Regions from separate parts of the Mus musculus genome. Here regions 1, 2, 3, 4 and 5 are each linked to region 6. A link is a contact called in public HiChIP or PLAC-seq and promoter capture Hi-C data. All regions are on one chromosome and are shown on one strand. Each heading gives the region's core, a stretch centred on a gene start, on an enhancer-like site or on the middle of the called end of the contact. The rest is flanking DNA. Distances are from core to core; before and after follow the strand shown.

Evidence for each region. Promoter capture Hi-C pulls out the DNA fragments that hold promoters and counts their contacts. HiChIP or PLAC-seq counts read pairs in DNA pulled down with a chosen protein or histone mark.
Region 1: an HNF4G HiChIP or PLAC-seq map of pancreatic cancer cells shows a contact between it and region 6. The contact joins the enhancer-like site here to the promoter of Rps19bp1 in region 6. A contact is called at or near these places in 4 of 39 promoter capture datasets (embryonic stem cells, hippocampal neurons and pre-B cells), 2 of 15 datasets of contacts at CTCF or cohesin (embryonic stem cells and large pre-B cells), 3 of 484 Hi-C or Micro-C datasets (bone marrow-derived macrophages, cortical neurons and embryonic fibroblasts), 9 of 115 datasets of contacts at active chromatin or transcription factors (SST interneurons, acute myeloid leukemia, embryonic forebrain and 5 more) and 2 of 9 other capture datasets (embryonic stem cells and pancreatic islet).
Region 2: a contact with region 6 is called in an HNF4G HiChIP or PLAC-seq map of pancreatic cancer cells. The contact joins the promoter of Kcnj4 here to the promoter of Rps19bp1 in region 6. A contact is called at or near these places in 1 of 39 promoter capture datasets (liver) and 1 of 115 datasets of contacts at active chromatin or transcription factors (pancreatic cancer cells).
Region 3: a promoter capture Hi-C map of pre-B cells shows a contact between it and region 6, with 5 times the contacts expected there. The contact joins the enhancer-like site here to the promoter of Rps19bp1 in region 6. A contact is called at or near these places in 6 of 39 promoter capture datasets (the 3T3-L1 cell line, the C10 cell line, embryonic stem cells and 2 more), 5 of 484 Hi-C or Micro-C datasets (the G1E-ER4 cell line, cerebellum, cerebral cortex and 1 more) and 3 of 115 datasets of contacts at active chromatin or transcription factors (bone marrow-derived macrophages, embryonic stem cells and large pre-B cells).
Region 4: a contact with region 6 is called in a promoter capture Hi-C map of pre-B cells, with 8 times the contacts expected there. The contact joins the enhancer-like site here to the promoter of Rps19bp1 in region 6. A contact is called at or near these places in 5 of 39 promoter capture datasets (the C10 cell line, the HPC-7 cell line, hippocampal neurons and 2 more), 1 of 15 datasets of contacts at CTCF or cohesin (large pre-B cells), 5 of 484 Hi-C or Micro-C datasets (B cells, CD4 T cells, nephron progenitors and 2 more), 8 of 115 datasets of contacts at active chromatin or transcription factors (the 230-238 cell line, T-cell acute lymphoblastic leukemia, acute myeloid leukemia and 5 more) and 3 of 9 other capture datasets (adipose tissue, embryonic stem cells and liver).
Region 5: a promoter capture Hi-C map of hippocampal neurons shows a contact between it and region 6, with 4 times the contacts expected there. The contact joins the enhancer-like site here to the promoter of Rps19bp1 in region 6. A contact is called at or near these places in 6 of 39 promoter capture datasets (the 3T3-L1 cell line, the C10 cell line, embryonic stem cells and 2 more), 1 of 15 datasets of contacts at CTCF or cohesin (large pre-B cells) and 5 of 115 datasets of contacts at active chromatin or transcription factors (SST interneurons, T-cell acute lymphoblastic leukemia, cardiomyocytes and 2 more).

What each region holds. Positions count from the first base shown.
Region 1 is chr15:80,999,388-81,002,124 of GRCm38.p6, forward strand. The region is part of intron 1 of Sgsm3 (small G protein signaling modulator 3); the gene reads left to right. Among named protein-coding and RNA genes, the nearest start is that of Sgsm3, 23 kb to the left of the region's middle. Within about 2 kb of position 1,319, at least 57 of the 459 cell types and tissues checked have an H3K27ac peak or open chromatin away from gene starts, as enhancers often do. A contact at or near this core is called in bone marrow-derived macrophages, hippocampal neurons, pancreatic cancer cells and 1 more, where this site is marked.
Region 2 is chr15:79,503,922-79,506,621 of GRCm38.p6, forward strand. Kcnj4 (potassium inwardly-rectifying channel, subfamily J, member 4) reads right to left here and starts at 1,320. Exons shown (of 2, transcript NM_008427.5): 1 at 1,275-1,320.
Region 3 is chr15:81,209,571-81,212,270 of GRCm38.p6, forward strand. No RefSeq gene overlaps it. Among named protein-coding and RNA genes, the nearest start is that of Gm31608, 6.2 kb to the right of the region's middle. Within about 2 kb of position 1,346, at least 43 of the 459 cell types and tissues checked have an H3K27ac peak or open chromatin away from gene starts, as enhancers often do. A contact at or near this core is called in pre-B cells, where this site is marked.
Region 4 is chr15:81,044,226-81,046,925 of GRCm38.p6, forward strand. It overlaps Mrtfa (myocardin related transcription factor A), which reads right to left. Exons shown (of 14, transcript NM_001082536.2): 3 at 1,064-1,129. Among named protein-coding and RNA genes, the nearest start is that of Sgsm3, 68 kb to the left of the region's middle. Within about 2 kb of position 1,321, at least 134 of the 459 cell types and tissues checked have an H3K27ac peak or open chromatin away from gene starts, as enhancers often do. A contact at or near this core is called in the 230-238 cell line, B cells, the HPC-7 cell line and 9 more, where this site is marked.
Region 5 is chr15:81,026,562-81,029,441 of GRCm38.p6, forward strand. It overlaps Mrtfa (myocardin related transcription factor A), which reads right to left. Exons shown (of 14, transcript NM_001082536.2): 4 at 101-156. Among named protein-coding and RNA genes, the nearest start is that of Sgsm3, 50 kb to the left of the region's middle. Within about 2 kb of position 1,275, at least 125 of the 459 cell types and tissues checked have an H3K27ac peak or open chromatin away from gene starts, as enhancers often do. A contact at or near this core is called in SST interneurons and pro-B cells, where this site is marked.
Region 6 is chr15:80,262,841-80,265,706 of GRCm38.p6, forward strand. It overlaps Rps19bp1 (ribosomal protein S19 binding protein 1), which reads right to left and starts at 1,466. Exons shown (of 4, transcript NM_175109.3): 1 at 1,387-1,466; 2 at 1,143-1,277. The coding sequence starts at 1,438.

The DNA.
Region 1 (2,737 bases), core at 69-2,568, 740 kb after region 6:
ATGAGTGTTTTTGCATGCGTGTATGTATGCCTGGTGCCCGAGGAGGTCAGCTGAAGACATTGGATCTCCTGGAACTGCAGTTGCAGATGGCTGTGAGCCACCATGTAGGTTTTAGAAGCATCTCTAGTGTCTATACTAGTTTCCTCCTTCCTTTTAGCCTTTCTCAGACTTTCCCAGCCCTGAGCCACTCTCACCAGTTTATCTGTTATCTGTAGCTTTCAGAGTCACCTCATCTCTTTACAGAAAAAAAAAGTGGTCTTTAGGCTCTTAGGTGCCACCAAAAATCAATGTTTTTGCCTATATTGGTTCAGCCTTTATGCTTCCTGGAAGATGTCTGGAGAAAGCCACTTGTGTGGCAGTAACTCTGCTGCCTTGTCAGGGATATATGTCCCTTCAGTCCATGTCAGGAGACCACAGGAAGTGAACGGTACCTCTGCACCTGCATACAGTGGCAACATTTGTGGGAAAATGTGGGATTGGTAAACTAGGAAGGGACACACAGCATCAGAACTGGCTCTCTTAAGCTTGTACATTTAATTGTTACAATTTCTTCTGAGCAACTCAGAAGTGGCTGCATCAATTAAGGTTTTCTAAGGTTTCTTTTAAAAAGACTACAAGAGGGCAGCCATAGACCAGGTATTTGTGGAGACTAACTGTTTAGGCTAGGTCTGTCAGTTCTGGGTGCTTTCAGGGAAATTTCCATAGCAACCAGAAGCTGAAAAACCTGCCTGCCCAGCTCAGCAGTGTCACATCTGGGAGACTTAAGGTCAACCCTAAGTATATGTGTCCTTAAGTGCAACATGAATGAAATAGCAATCGAGGCTCTCAGCCTGTAAAAATGTGTACACCATCTGATCGATTCTCAGTGCTTGCACCCACAACATCTCCTACCCTGGGCATGGCCTTTCAGTCTCCATTGATTTCTGGGCACCTGGAGATATTGTTCAGTCCTACCAGATTTTGCTTGATGGCTGTTCAGAATCTGTGGATTTCTTTGCTGTCTGAGAACAGAGGTCAAAAGCCTGTCTTCAGGGTGAGCAGGGTGAGGTGCCCTTGGCATCTGCTGTTGCTTCCTCCCACTCTTCCCCCCACTGCATCCTAGGCTCTGAGCTCACTGGCCCCTCCCTGCATCTGGATCCTCCCTCAGTGAAGTCAGGCCTTGATCTCTAGCCTGGCTTTGGCCCTTGCTCAGACCTCAGCTCTCAAAGGCTCTTTTGATACAGAATTAGTCCCATCTTACTTTGTCTCTTATCTAATTTTCTACTACACTGCAACAGCCTGACCTTATCCACGGTTGTGCTGCCTGGCTCTGTGCTCAGTCATTGTTTGCTGAGTGACAGTGAGTAGGAGGCTGGTGAGAGGGGAACTGCTGTTGAGAACTCTCTTCCAGCCCCTTCTGCCCTCCAGCAGATGTCGGTTCCTCCTCTTTAAACAACCTCTTTTCCTCCATGTTTTTGCTCCATATTTTATCTCCTCCTTTCCCTCTTCCTTTTTCTTTTTCTGACAGGGTCTTATTATGTAGCCATGGCTGGCCTGGAACTCATAAAGATCCACCTGCCTCTGTTGGGATTAAAGGCATGTACTACCCTGCCTAGTTGATTTCTCCTTTTTTTTTTTTGTTTTGTTTTTTTTTTTTTTTTTTTTTTTTTTTTTTTTATTTATTTATTATATGTAAGTACACTGTAGCTGTCTTCAGACGCACCAGAAGAGGGCATCAGATCTCATTACGGGTGGTTGTGAGCCACCATGTGGTTGCTGGGATTTGAACTTCGGACCTTCGGAAGAGCAGTCGGGTGCTCTTACCTACTGAGCCATCTCACCAGCCCCTTTTTGTTTTTTTTTGTTTTTTTTTGAGACAGGATTTCTCTGTGTAGCCCTGGCTGGAACTCACTCTGTAGACCAGGCTGGCCTCAAACTCAGAAATCCACCTGCCCCTGCCTTCTGAGTGCTGGGATTAAAGGCATGTGCCACCACTCCCAGCTGATTTCTCCATATTCTTGCTAACATTTTTTTAAAGAAAAAAATCAAAATTATGTATATGTGTCTTTGTATGTCTGTGTACATGTAAATGCCTTTGGGTCCAGAAGAAGTGATTGGATCGCCTGGAGCTGCAGTTACTGGCAGTTGTGAACTGCCTGATAGGAGTGCATTTAATTCAGGTCCTCTGAAAGAGGCTCGTAGCTGCTGAGCCATCGCTCCAGCCCCTCCTTTTTAAAAAATGTTTTCTGAGACAAGGTCTCATGTGGCCTAGGATTTGTCTTCATCCTCGTGCTGGGATTACAGGTGTACACTGCCACATTTAGTCACATGCAGTGTTGGGGACGCAGACTGAAGAGTTTGATGTGTGCGAGCGAGGAGAGCACTCTGGTGTTTGTTTGTGTGAGCCCTCATGGCTGTGGAGTAGCATGCCTTCACAGTTTAGATCTCCTTTGTGGTTGATGATAACCCAGTCACTTTCACCCGCTATTGGCCATTTCCCTCTCTTATTTGAGAAATGTATGTTCAAACATCTTTTAAATTTATTTTGTGTGTATGTCTGTCTCTGCATCACATATGTGCAGTGCCCTCAGAGGCTGGAAGAGGGCATTAGCTCCAGAGCTAGAGGTACAACCTGCCGAGAGCTGCGGGGTTGGTGCTGGAAACTGAACCCAAGCTCTGGAAGAACAGCCAGTTCTCTTAACCACTGAGCCATCTCTCTAGCCCTGCTTAACTATTTTTAAATTGGGCTTTTTGTGTC
Region 2 (2,700 bases), core at 70-2,569, 760 kb before region 6:
CTTCTGCTCACAGAGCTCAAAGGCCCTGCATTGGAGGTCAGTGGGGCAGGTCTGGTGTCCCCATTCCACAGATGTGCTGGCAGAGGCTCAAGGAGCATAACTTGCCCAGTGTCTCAACTAGCTGGTCTCATTTCTGAAGCCTGGACCAAGGGATATACGAGCCTTGATGCCCAGTATGGAAAACTTCAGAAAGAGACCCTTCTTCCATAGGAGGGCAGAGCAGAATGTTCCAGGCTCAGTCCTCCCGCTCCACTTGCCCTAACTGTCCTGTTTCTCCACTTGCTCCCCTCAGAAGCCAAGTCAAGGCTACACATGGCTCTGGACTCCTAGCAGTCCTGCAAGGTGCAGGGATGGATGGGAGTGGGGGTGGAGTGAATATTGGATCCCTGGATCCAGCCCTTCTCTGTCCAGGGCTAGACACCTCGTCTGGTCCCTAGGTCCTTCAGCCTACTACTTGGAGCTCTCCCCCTCTTGAGGCCCTCCCTGTTAGGGCAGCCCAGCCACCCTGTGTGGTGCCTAGAGGGCACTGCTGCCTGCCAAGCTGGTCTACAGCTCCCTGCCCTGAAGTCTGAGTCCCCTTGCATAGTTTGTGGGGGAGGGGGGGGCAGTAGTAGGCTGACCTGGTTAGTGGGCATTCTGCAGGTGGTGGTGAAGTTCTCCTTGCTTAGAGCCCACGGCATGACTCTTTGCTGTTTCCCCTTTGCAGAAGAAAAAGCATCTTTGCCCCTCTCTCTACAGCCTTAGTTTCCACCACTCTAATCCCCGAAATGCTCCATTTACTGTTACCTCATTCCTTCAGCTACTACCGGCTCACCTACCCTGGGGTTATCTGGCACAAGGCAGGTGCTTAACACAGCAGAAGGGAGATTTCTGTCATACTCCGAACCATTCACGGAGACTGCAGGTGGGTGGTGGGAAGCTGAGACGCCCCCTTCCCACCTTGCTGCAAGTCACCTGCCTCGCAGCTCCTGGCATGGAGGTGGGCGGGGGCAGAGAAGGGCCGTCGCCAGGGCAGGAGGTCAAATCTCTGTCATCCATCTCCCTTCTATTGCCAGCCACAACCCACAGGAGACGCTCTGATGGCCAAATAAACGGAGCGCGCCAGCTTGGGGGAAGTCACAGGTCCACACTGGGACCCTTCAGGAATCGGGTCTGATGGATAAGTGCAGGACGGGTATGGCCAGAGCGGCAGGACAAACAACTCTCTGAGCTAGACAGACATTGGGACGGACAGACGGACGAAGAGTACTCGCGATGGACGAGCCCGAGCTTACCCCGGGGCGTAAGGTCCGAGGAGGGTCTGGGCGGCGAGTGTCCGCTACATCCCCCGGCGCAGTCCGGCGGGCGGAGTCCGGGGCGCCGGGCTTGGGACGCGGGCGCCGCCTGCCCGCGATGTCGCCACTGACCCAGGCGGCCTCTGTGGGTCTCGGGGTCTCCGCGCTGTCCCGCGCCGCTCCCTGCGTAACTTTCAGCGTTGCCCCGCGTCAAGAGCTGGGCGCCGCCCGGGCGGCAGCATCGTGGAGCCCGGGCTCGGGTCGAGGGGTCCAGGGGCCCAAGGCGCCCCACTGCCCGCTGTTACCCACAGCCCCACGACCCTCTCGTTGTTCAGTTCTGGGGTCTCCTGGCTCTGTGGCCACCTCGCGCCTGCCACAAGGTCCCCGCCGCTGTGCCCCGGTGCCGCCTCTCCTCCCGCGGGGCCGTGGCACCTGGTCGCCGCGCTCCGGCCCCTGCCCGGGCTCAGCCTCGCCCCGCGCCGCCTCCTCGGCCGGCTGTGTCCTTCTCTGTCTGCGTCCCTCCCACTCCCGCCGCCGCCCCCTCCGTCTGGGACCCGGTCCCCGCCGCGTCCCCGGCTCGCCCGGGAGCCTGAGCTCCCGCCGCCCGCGGCGCGCCGAGAACTCCCAACTCGCAGCACGCGCCCCGCTTCGGAGACTTTCGCCCCTCCTCACACGTGACCCGCGCCCCGCTGCGGAGGCAGCGCGCCCCGGCTGCCAGCCCCAGGCGGACCCCACCCCGGCCCTCCTGGTGCGTCTGACCCACGCGGGCAGGCCACTAGCGCCCGGGACCCAGGACTCCAGCAGGAGTCGGGGGTCGGGGACGGGGGGGGGGGGGGGGGGAAGGCTGCGCCGTCCGGTTCTCGCGCGGATCCTGCCCGGGTTTTCCTCCTCGCCCCGCCGCACTCCTACTGGAGGATCCGTTCCAAGGAGGATCCACTCCCGGATTTGCGAGGCCCCTGGGGACAGGTGGGGAGGGTTCTCCGAGCCCAGAGGAGGGTAGGTGGGAACCAGTCCTGTGGGGGTCCCGGTGGCCCTGACCCTCTCCTGGGTGGTCTGCATCCTCTCCCGAAGCTCTAGCAGCTAAGGGCCCTAAGCACCCCCACTTCAGGAGACAGAGGTCGTTCTTTTGGAAGAACCCTAATAGTGGCACAGTCTATCAGTAAGGCTTCAGTTCACAAAGGAGAAACTGAGGACCCACAGACGTCCAAAAGTTCGCAAAAGGCCACCCAGTGGAGTGGAAGTCAACAAACCCTAGTCCCTGTTTTCTTCTCATCTTACTAATCTGTCTTTCCTTTTTTATTTATGTCTATGTGTGCAGATGCCTGTGTGTGTCCGTATGTGCACCATGCATGTACAGATGCCCATGTGCGTGCATGTGTGCTACATGTGGGCAGGAGCCTGTGAAAGCCAGAAGAAGTTGTCAGGT
Region 3 (2,700 bases), core at 96-2,595, 950 kb after region 6:
TTGTGAGCCACCATGTGGTTGCTGGGAACTGAACTCAGGACCTCTGGAAGTGCAGCCAGTGCTCTTAACCGCTGAACCATCTCTCCAGCCCCGGTTCTGGCGTTTTGAGATAGGGTGTCACCAAGGATCTCTGGCTTGCCTGGACTTTGATGTGTAGACCCACCTGGCTTCTGGCTTATGACAATCCTTTTTCAGTCTCCCAGGTCCTAGGAATACAAGCATGCGCCACCATATCTGGCTTGTGAGATTTCCTACTGAAGTATATTAGAGTTCAACAGTATACATATGCTATGTAAGAATCACTTTAAGTGAGAAGAAGGCCATTATTTTAAACTTCATTTGGAGAGACTTTCTTACTATTGTTCCCTGAGTTTATGAGTGCCATTAAATAGTGCATTAAATAGAAGGCACAGAGAGATTACAAACATAAAGACCAGGGAAAATACAGAGAAAGAAGAAGATGAAATCCAGGGGTCCAGCAAGGTGAAGGACAGCTGGGATGCTGGGATTCTGGGATGCTGTGTGTTGGCCTGTGGCACTCTAGACAATATCCTTAGTGCTCTTCCTGGCTCTTAGCACCAGTTTGCAGAGCAGAACACCTTTCATGTCTCTGATCCTCAGGATGATGGTTCCTGGCACAGACAAGCCTCCTGCTGGCATTCAAGCTTCTCTAGTCTACTCCTTCCTGTTTTGGAACCCGCCTCCTCCTTGTCCCCCGCCCCCTCCCCACCCCCCAGATTTATCTTTTGAAATTTCCATACATGGAACAATGTATCTTGATCATCTCCATTCCCTGGTCTCCACTCCCTTGCCTTTCCCTTTCTCTTCCCTTTTCCCACAGGGTCCCTCGGTGATGGTAAAGTAGGTCAGACCCAGCCTCACCAGCGCTCAATCTGTGGACAACGGGAACACACCAAGCCCGTAAGTGAGTAAGCTGAGCACATGTGCTGTTTTTCACTCGTTCAGAAAACCATTTTTTATTTTAATAAGAGTAAAAACCACATGAAACAAATGTCACACATAATGAGTTCTCAAGAAGCAAATCCCCTTGTAATTACCTTGAAAGTTTCCAGGTCAAGAGATGGAACTCAGCCAATCTCCCAGCAGCCTTCCTGCCTCCCCAGAGGAAGCTCTTACCCGTGGTTTGGTTTGCTTGCTTTCAGTTCTGCTATTTTGGAGACAGGATCTCAGGTAGCCCAGGCCGGGCTCGGACTCCCTATATGGCAAGAGACGGTGTCTTAGCTATGTTCCTGTTGCTGTGTTCTGTGTTGTGTGTTCCTGACAAAGGCAATGTAAGGGAGAAAGGCTTTATTCTGACTTACAAGCTCGAGGCATTACAATGTAGACGAGAAGGAAACCGGCTTCCTGCCACTTAGCTACCTTGCTATATTTTATAGAGTGGAGGATCCCCAGCCTAGAGGACCATCCCACCTACAATTAACATGCATCATCCCACATTATTAGCATAATCAAGATAAGTCCCCACAGGTAGGCTTAGAGTCCTTTCTCCCAGGTAATGTGGATAATGCTAACCTTAATGTGTGGCCTTGAACCCTGAGTGTGTCTGTGTGTGTCTGCCTGTGCTTATGAGCACATGTGGTGTGTATTTGTGGTGTGTTATGTAGTGTCTGAGTGGTGTATGTGTATATGTATGGTTTAGTGTGTGTGTGTGTGTGGTATGTGTATGTATGTGGTGTTTGTGTGTGGTATGTACGTATGTATGTGGTGTATATGTGTGGTGTGTGTGTGGTATAGGGTATATGGTATGTGTATTTGTGGTGTATGTAGTGTGTTTATATGTGAGCACATGTGTTTGTTATGTATTTGGTGTGTGTGTATGTGTGTGGTGTGTGTATGAGGGGTGTGCATGTGTTTGTAATATGTGTTGTATAGGCAGTGTTAATGTGTTATGTATGTGGTATATGTGTGTGGTGTGTGTATGAGCTATGTGTATGTGCTATGTAGGTATGTGGTATGTACATATGGTATGTGTATTGATGTATGTAGTGTGTATTTGGGTGTGAGGTAGTTATGTATATATGTGGTATATATATAGTGTGTGCACATGTGTACGGTGAGTGGTATATGTCCCTATGTATGTGTCCATGCCTGTGGAGGCCTGCAGTTGATACTGGGTGTCTTCCTCAACCCCTCTCTGCTTTATTCTCTTGCTGTGATTCTCATTAGCCATTTTGCCTCAGAAATTCCCATCCACCCCTCCCGTGTGCTGAGGGAGAGCTGCACAGCTGCCCTGCTTTATGGGGGTGCTGGGGACCTGGATGTCGGTCCTCATGGTTGCTCCTCAAACATTGCATCATTGAGCCGTCTCCCTACCTCGCTTGAACTCTTTTTTTTTTTTTTGGTTTTTCGAGACAGGGTTTCTCTCTATAGCTCTGGCTGTCCTGGAACTCACTTTGTAGACCAGGCTGGCCTCGAACTCAGAAATCTGCCTGCCTCTGCCTCCCTAATGCTGGGATTAAAGGCCTGCCCAGCTCACTTGAACTCTTGGCCCTCCGCCTTCACCTCTGCAGTGCTGAGGTACACGCCGCCATGCTTGGCCCCAACCTTCCTTCTAGCAAACTCACTTCCTTGAATGTCTTTATCACTGAAATCTGGGATATAGACAGTGTGGTCCCACACTCTTTTCTTTCACACCCCTCGACTTGAGCCTGCCGAGCGTCTACCACTGAACCACTCTGA
Region 4 (2,700 bases), core at 71-2,570, 780 kb after region 6:
TAGCCTCGAACTCAGAGATCCACCTGCCTCTGCCTCCCGAGTGCTGGGATTAAAGGCGTGCGCCACCACGCCCGGCTGTGTCTCCAACTTTTTCCTGTTAACTGTAAACACATCCACCACCATTAATTTACTACATCACACTTACTAAGAGGTGTAATATTATCTTCTTCCTTTGTCTCCACTTCCTCCCTCCACTCTTGCAGGGGCAGATTCACTGTAGCTGCACACATGATTCCTCTGAGTGAGTGGCCAACAACATGGATGGCAGCGGGGCAACGGGACAGTGGGCAGTAACATGTGGGGGAGACCATGAAACATCATGACAGCAGATGCTGCTGGGGTGTGTGTGTGTGTGTGTGTGTGTGCGCTCTCTCGCTGTCTTCCTCCTCAGGGTGGAGCCGAGTGGTGACGACATACCACCAGGGGACGGAAGCTTGTATGATCTGCTGAGAACTCATGAAGACATGTCAGAAGAGCAAGACCCTGGTTCTAGCCTTCACTGTCTACGGTGCTCTTAGTATTCAAAACAGGCTTTCTTGTCTCTAACAGAGTCTAAGGCGTGGTTTCACTTCTACCCCAGGGATGCAGACACTGGCCCAGTGTCAGAACAGCTCACCAACAGCTCCATCCAGGCATACACACACGCGTATCCGCCATGGGTGCCTCACAGCTCTAAAATAAACTGTAGTTCACTGACGGTACCTGTCTGCAAGGGGAGAGGAGAGGTTTCTTCCTAACAGCTGAGCACAGAGGTGAAGTGGATGTGAACAGAGCAGCCCCTGCTCCTCCCATGAAGGGATGCTGGGAACCCAGGAAAGAGGCAATTCAAAGGCACGGGGCTATCTGCCGACCTGCTGGAAGCCTAGCACTGCTTGTTTCACTGAACATGATGAATCTGGGCAATTGACAACCTGTTCCATCCATCAAGGACTCCTGATGGAAAAGTAAGAGGCGGGTAAGACTGGAACGAGACCCCTGACCCCTGCTCTGTAGGGTGCTCCTATGCCACCGAGGAGCCAAGCCAACCCAAGGAGCAAGTGTACAAACACCGAGAGACACTTACGCGGCATGATCCCTTGGCTCACCAGTTCCTCCCGGGTCCGCCGCTGCTGGAGCTTCAACTGCAGCACTGCATGGTGGCAAGAAGAGAAGACAGATGCAGGTTAGTCAGCCATTCCACCTCAGCAGACACATTCTCAAATGCAGCAAAGTCTAAAAGGTAGCCTATGGTATGAAAGGAGGATCCCAAACTGCAACTGTGGGTAACTGCAGAAGTGGCCTGACACAGCAGGGTTTCCGCATTCTGCTGTGGGCGGCAAGAGGAAGTTGCGAAGAGTCTTGCAGGGTGATAACAATCCACAAACTACCAGTCTTGCCTCTTGCTTAAACCTTACAGAACTCAGCCTTCCTCCTGGGACTGAGAAACACCAACCAGTTCTAAGCTCAAAGAAAGTCTAATGGGGCCAGCGCCCAGCACAAAGAGCTGTATAAGTTCTAAGTGTTTGCACATAGCATGTTGAACAAATGCACTCTGCACAGAGACCACAATCTAAAAAGTATGGCTACTTTCACACACACCACATTCCTCTAGACTACAAGGTATCTTGCCGTCCACATGCTTCTGTTTTCACACAGGGCTTTCTCTGCTGAGAGGAGACACCCAAGAGCTACGACTTAGTGTACATCGGGCTAGTGGAGACAGGTGTCGCTCCTAGCTCTGTTTGGCAACACTGCTCAATGAAACAACAGGGATCTTTATCAAATTAAACATCAACCATCTTTACAACTATACACTACTCAAAGGATCAACTAGCATAGCTGTGGTTACGATGCTAAGAAAATGTCTAGGGAGGGTTAGGAGGATCCCAGAGCCCACAGCAAGTCCCCTTCTGTCTAACAGGTTTCAACTGCAGGGCCCTGAAAGTCATATCTGAGGGTAACCTACAAATACTAGGAACAGTGGTGTACTAACACGGGCCTTTTCTACGCAGCGATTTTTAGAGGCACCCAAGGATGGGAGGACGCTGGCTGGGCTCTTGCCTACGCTTCAAGGTCACAGGAACAAGCAGAACTTCTCTTTCTCTCAAAATTATGATTTATGTTCCAAGTTCCTTTCCCTGTCCTGTTAGCAAGCTTGCTTGCCTCCTTCTGCTCTTATGTCACATCAGGCTGCAATGGGGACTTCCAGGCACGATTCCCTAGGGTGAGACACCCCAACGAGAATGTTAAATTTTACTCTTCCTTAAGTACCATGGACTTTCCCTCACCTTTAAAATTTCATTTTTGCTTGAAAATGTCCACTCTCTTTTTCTTTTTCTCTTCTTCTCTATATTCTCCACTATATTCAGAATTACGTTGGGTCACCTAAGCTACTTTACCTGAACAGTGATGTTGGGTGCTGTGCGTGGTTACCTCTGAATATCCCCCCTGCTAATTTACAAACTCCTATAAATTTAATTAAAAAAAAAAAAGTCTTATTAAGCCAAGCATGGTGGCTCATACCTATATTCTCCCAGCCTTTGGAGGCTGAGGCAAAGGACAGTTAAAATTTTCACATCAGCCTGGGGTTGCTACAAAGTAAAAGTCTGTCTCAAAAAAGAAAAAATGTTATTTGTATTTTATTATAGCAGGCATTTAATGACAGGAATTAGGGGCAGCTACTCAGAAGACTAAGGCAGGAGGATCAAAAATTCAAAGCCT
Region 5 (2,880 bases), core at 25-2,524, 760 kb after region 6:
CCCAAAGCTGTGCTAGACTGGAAGGAAACGCAGTTGGCTGGTGCTGACGGTGTACTCTGCAGGTCGGGGGTGGGGGGTGGGGGTGAGGAGGGAGCCTTACCCTGGCCCGCTCCAGGCTTCTTCTCTGCTCATGAAATGCAGCGGGGCTTTTCAAAGCTGTTGAGAAAAGAACCATAAAAGAATTACATTTAGAGACTGAGGCTAGCTCTGTGCTGGAGTGCCTGCATGGCACAGGCAAGCCCCTGGGCTCAGTCCCAGAACCAAAACCCCAAACAGCAGCAGAACCCACCTCCTAGTGACACTCCATGTACAGCACTACCACTGCAGGCGAGAAATGCCACCTGGCACCCAACAAGCATGTGTCTTTATGGCTGGTCACTCTGAGACCCCTGGGGACAGCAGGACCTCTTGACCTTTGGCTCAGTGCTACACCATTCTCCATCCCACCAGTTAGCTCCATGACTGCCTGGCTTGGGCAGATCTGTGAGCTGCACCCACCACACTTTTTCTGTCTTATTAGAAATTGCAGTGGCCACATAGGGAGGTGAAAGCAGAGGCCCGACCCCTCACAGGGCAGCATCTTTGCTCAGCCGGGACTAACGGCTTGGTTAGAATGACTCTCAGGTTTATCTTTGAGAACTATGAAAATTTCAGTCATTGTTGGCTGACCCTCGTGAAAGCTGGGTCCCATTCTGGGGTCTGCTGAGCTTCTGTCACTAATGGTAAGCCCGGCCACAGCTCCTCTGCAAATGCAGCATGAGCACTCCAAGTCTCTTGTAAGGCGACACATGACAACTTAAGACGCCGGGGAGGACAGGGGGCGTGTGGCTCCCTTCGCTAGGGAGCAATGGCAGTAGGTGAGAAGCATGTGAGGCTGTGGTCGGTTTCAGTTCTGCTGCCCAAGGCTGCAGACAGTGTGAGACTGTGTGCAAAGATAACCTTCCAGGCCTGTGGTGGGAGCCACTAAAAGTAGCAAGACACAGATAGGACCTATCCTGCCTGGCCTCTGTGCTTCCGCCCCTCCATTCCCAGGGGTGGGCCTCCTGGGAGCATGCTCAGAGGAGCTTCACCATCCTGGCAGCAGTTTTGTTTAGATTAAAGACAATGTTAAAAATAGTAATAATAGGAGAGAAAACGGTAAGGCCATGTGAGCCCTTCCATTTTCTGACAGCAGGGGGAGCTCTAGACTCAGCAGACACCCTCAAGACAAACCAGTACAGGTTCTCTCCTCAACCTGCACAGCTAGAGAACCCATTCAGGGAACCGCCCAGGCTGCCCCAAGGGAAGGAAGCCCGCCCTCATTCCTGGTTCCACTGTGCAAGAATGCACTGGACCAAAGTTGGCTTTCAGGGCCTGGAAGCAGGAGTGTGGTCTGAGAGTGACAGGCTAGCACCACTCCCTCCCACAACGCTGGGACAACAAGCCCACAGGAGCATGCCCCATCTCTCTCACACAACACAGGAGCATGCCACATCTCTCTCTCTCTCTCTCTCACACAACACAGGAGCATGCCACATCTCTCTCTCTCACAACACAGGAGCATGCCACATCTCTCTCTCTCACATAACACAGGAGCATGCCACATCTCTCTCTCTCACACAACACAGGAGCATGCCACATCTCTCTCCTTCTCACAACACAGGAGCATGCCACATCTCTCTCTCACACAACACAAGAGCATGCCACATCTCTCTCTCTCTCACAACACAGGAGTATGCCACATCTCTCTCTCACACAACAGAGCCGCCCTATAGTCACTCATTCAGTAAGCTGCTATCGGGTGTCTGTAAGAGGGTTCTATGTGGTCAGCAAGAGGGCTCTGTACTATAGCTTGAAACCTCAGGTTAACTGTCAGGTCCTAGAGTTCAGATTCAGAGTTAGAAACCTGGAAAAGTTCCTGTGTTGAAGGATCTGAGTCCCATTACAGGGTCCTAACAACTCTTGGGACAATTCAGCTTATGACTACTTTTTTGGAGACTGAGACTCTGCCCACCTCCTGGAACAAAGACTCCCATCACTGGGGCTAGAGAGATGGCTCAGCAGTTACTTCAGGCAGCTCGTGATAGTCGATCACCCCAGCTTCAGGGGACCCAATGTCCCTGCTACTAGCTTCTGAGGCATCTACATGCATGTACACGCATCTACACACACAAACTCCCTCTCCCTTTCTCTCCCTTATTAATTAATTTTTCCAAACAGGGTTTCTCTGTTTAGCCATGGCCACACTGGGAATAGCTCTGTAGTCCAGGCTGGCCTTGAACTCAGAGATCTACTTGGCTTTGCCTCCCAAGTGCTGCAATTAAAGGTGTGCGCCACCACTGCCCAGCCAACTCTATTTTGAAAGAATCAGGCTGAGTGCGGTGATGCACACCTTTTATCCCAGCACTCGGGAGGCAGAGGCAGGAGGGTCTCTACGAGTTCTAGGGCAGCTTGGTCTACAATGAGTTCCAGGATAGTCAAGGTTATGTAGAGAGACCCTGCCAACATACTAATAAATAAGAACAAAACCCAAAAAGCACGCACCCACTGTCTCATGGGATGCACTGCTGCCACAAGCGCGGCTTAGCCAAGTCACTAGCTTATTCTCTCGGGCTGGCTGGGCCTGGCTGCAGACACAGATGATTGTCTAAGCCCTGGCTACCTGAACATCCTATCCTTGCAACCCCAGGGGTAATGACAAACCCGGCTTCCGGAAGCATGTCTCACAGCACAGACAGCCTGACACAGGGGTGGTTCATCTTTATGTACCAATGACAGCTGCCACCACTGCATGACGGTGAGAGGTCAAAGGGCCATGGTGGATACAGATTCTGAACCCACTGACCTAAGGGCATCTCTCACTCCAGCAAGACAGAAAATGATACCCACTGAATGCTTGCT
Region 6 (2,866 bases), core at 216-2,715:
AATTTGCCCGGCTTCCACCTCTATCACCTGGGCAGGTGCCTGTTTCTGTAACTGTAAAGTGGGGGAGAGATCTGCTCATCTCACAGGGCTGCCGTGAGGGTCAAACGAGTTAGTTAGTTTAGAAGGGTAAACTGTTGACTGAGTGCTTCATTTCATAAATGTGTGTGTGTTGCGTGCCTTAGTGTATGTATGTGCACCCCAAGTGAGCGTCTGTGGAATCAGAAGAGGGTATCTAATCCCCAGACCTGGAGTTACAGTGGGCTGTGAGCAGCTTTGTGGGCTTCTGGGGGGCTCCAGGTCCTCTGGAAGAGCAAGCAGCAAGTGCTCTTAACCAGTGAGCCAGCCCTCTATCCCTGATGGGTCCTCCATCTTGCCTCTTGCTCATCTTACCCGTTAGCCTTCTTCCAAATTCTCAAGCCTTTCTGGCTAAAACCTTCTCAGATGCCTTAACGTTGCTTCCACCTTGGCTTGTTAGTTTGATTCTTCCTCGGAGCACTGCAGAGCCTTTCACCTCACAAGCCTCACTCACTTGGCAAAACCCTGCTTGTTAGTTTTGAGACTCTCTGATGGCTGGTCTACAGAGTAAGCGTGTGGCGCACGCCTTTAATCCTAGCACTTGGGAGGCAGAGGCAGGTAGATTTCTGAGTTCGAGGCCAGCCTGGTCTACAGAGTAAGTTCCAGGACAGCCAGGGCTATACTGAGAAACTCTGTATCAAAAAGCCAAATAAATAAATAAATAAATAATTAAGAGAGACTCTCTGATGTTTCTCTCCCCACCACGGCTAGAGCTCACAAGCGCCTGGGTCTTGCGTTTCATCTGCCTTCACGATTAGGTCTTGCCCTGAACTCACCACGGAAAGACACAGAACTTCTGATTCTCCTGCCTCCACCTCTCAAGTGCAGGGATGACAGATGTGTGTCACCACTCCCAGGCTTTTCCCTCTTTCTCTCATCCTGTTAACTGCCACATAGCAGACAGCGGCAGACCTGGGAATTAGATTGCTTGGGTTCGAAACCTGTCCCCCACGATTTGAACATTCATTTTGCCTTTTCCTTGTGGAGTCTCGGGGAACGTTTGGAACTCCCGACTCGAAGGCGCTGCCCCCAATTCTAAGAAGCGCTCACAGTCTTTCTCAACTCACCTAGAGCGGACTTAGGCGCCTTTCCCTTCGCTGAGTTCCGCAGTTTCAGAGCCTGGGAGGCCTTGGCCCGCGCCCTCCGGGTCCGCTTCGCCGGAGTCCCGCTAGCCTGGACCTGGCCCGGGACCGCACGGGGAGCTACGGGGAAAGGCAGCGAAGGACCGAGTTGAAGGGCGCGCTCTCCCTCCCCACCCGCCCGGCTGGCTCTCCTACACAGCGCGACTGTCGCAGGACCTGCTCTCCTCACCCTCGGACGCCGCCAGAAGCTCCAAACCGCGCCGCACTAACGCCGCCGACATGTTTCCGAGCCCCGCCCACACGCGGCGAGCTACTTCCGCCCTGGCGGTGTTCGCTCCTCGGCAGAAACTGGAGCAGGAGCTCAGGGTTCCGCAGCGAGCGGAAGTGCTGCCTTAGAACGCAGGCTCAATGGCTTTCCTATAGCCCCGGAGGAGCGGGGAGCTAGGGGCGTGTCCAAAGCGCAGAAGCCACAGTTGTTCAATTTCTAAGCAACAGGTCTCTGGTGATCCAGGCTGTGTGGGCGGGCAGACTCGACTTCTAGCCTTACTGGTCAATTCTGTCCAGGGGCCAAGTGTGGAATAGACTGAGTTCCTGCAAAAGAAGTGATTCTTTCTACTTTCTTTTTAGACAAGGATACATCTAGCCTAGGCTGTCCTTGAACTCGATTGTAGCTGAGGATGACTTTGAACTCCTGATCCTTCTCTCTCTGCCGCCCAAGGGCCGGATTTACAGACCTAAGCCACTTTGCCGGGCTTAGACAGTTTTCATGACCTTCAAAGCATTACACCGGTCCCGTGCACTGTGAGAATCTGTGTGAGAATCAGTAAAGCCAAGGAGGTTAGGTGTCGTACTTTGTAGTCCCAATACTTGGGAGATTGAACAGAGATTGTTGCTCTGAGTTCCAGGCTAACTTGGGCTACATAGCAAGACTCTGTCTCAAACAAACAAACAAACAAACAAACAAACAAACCAAACCAAAACTAACAAAAGGAAAAAACCAAACAAAAGACCAAAAAAAAAAAAAAACCCCAACAAAGAAATAGATTTGCAAACATGCAAAATAAAGTGCTTTGTTTTGAAAAATACAGCTATTTGCTGCAAAATACTGTTTATGTTATTAAGCAATGAGTTGGTTGTCAGGCGAAACAGTAAATACTGCTGGGCACAGTGATACCAGAACACTTAGAATACCAGCACCTGGGAAGCCGAGGCAGGAGAGTGGCAAGTTTCAGGTCAGTTTATATCACATAGCTACACTCCAAATTCTAGACCAGTCTGGGTTACAGATTAATAAGAAGAGCTAGGATGTATTAATAGCTTGGCGGTAGAATGCTTGGATTTAATCCCTAGTATTGAAAAAAAAAAGGTCAGTTTTTAGTCTGATAGATCAATAAATATTACAATCAATATTACACATAGATGTAAATATTCTATCGATAAATATTACACATAAATGTTCTCTGGTTACATGAGTTCCCCCCCCCCCCTCTCAAGACAGGGTTTCTCTGTGCAGCCCTGACTGTCCTGGAACTCACTCTGTAGACCAGGCTGGCTTTGAACTCAGAAATCAGCCTGCCTCTGCCTCCCAAGTGCTGGGATTAAAAGCGTGTGCCACCACCACCTGGCTTCGTTTTTGTTTTTAATTTAAGTATACATATATTTATATATATTACACACACACACACACACACACACATATGGATTTTTGC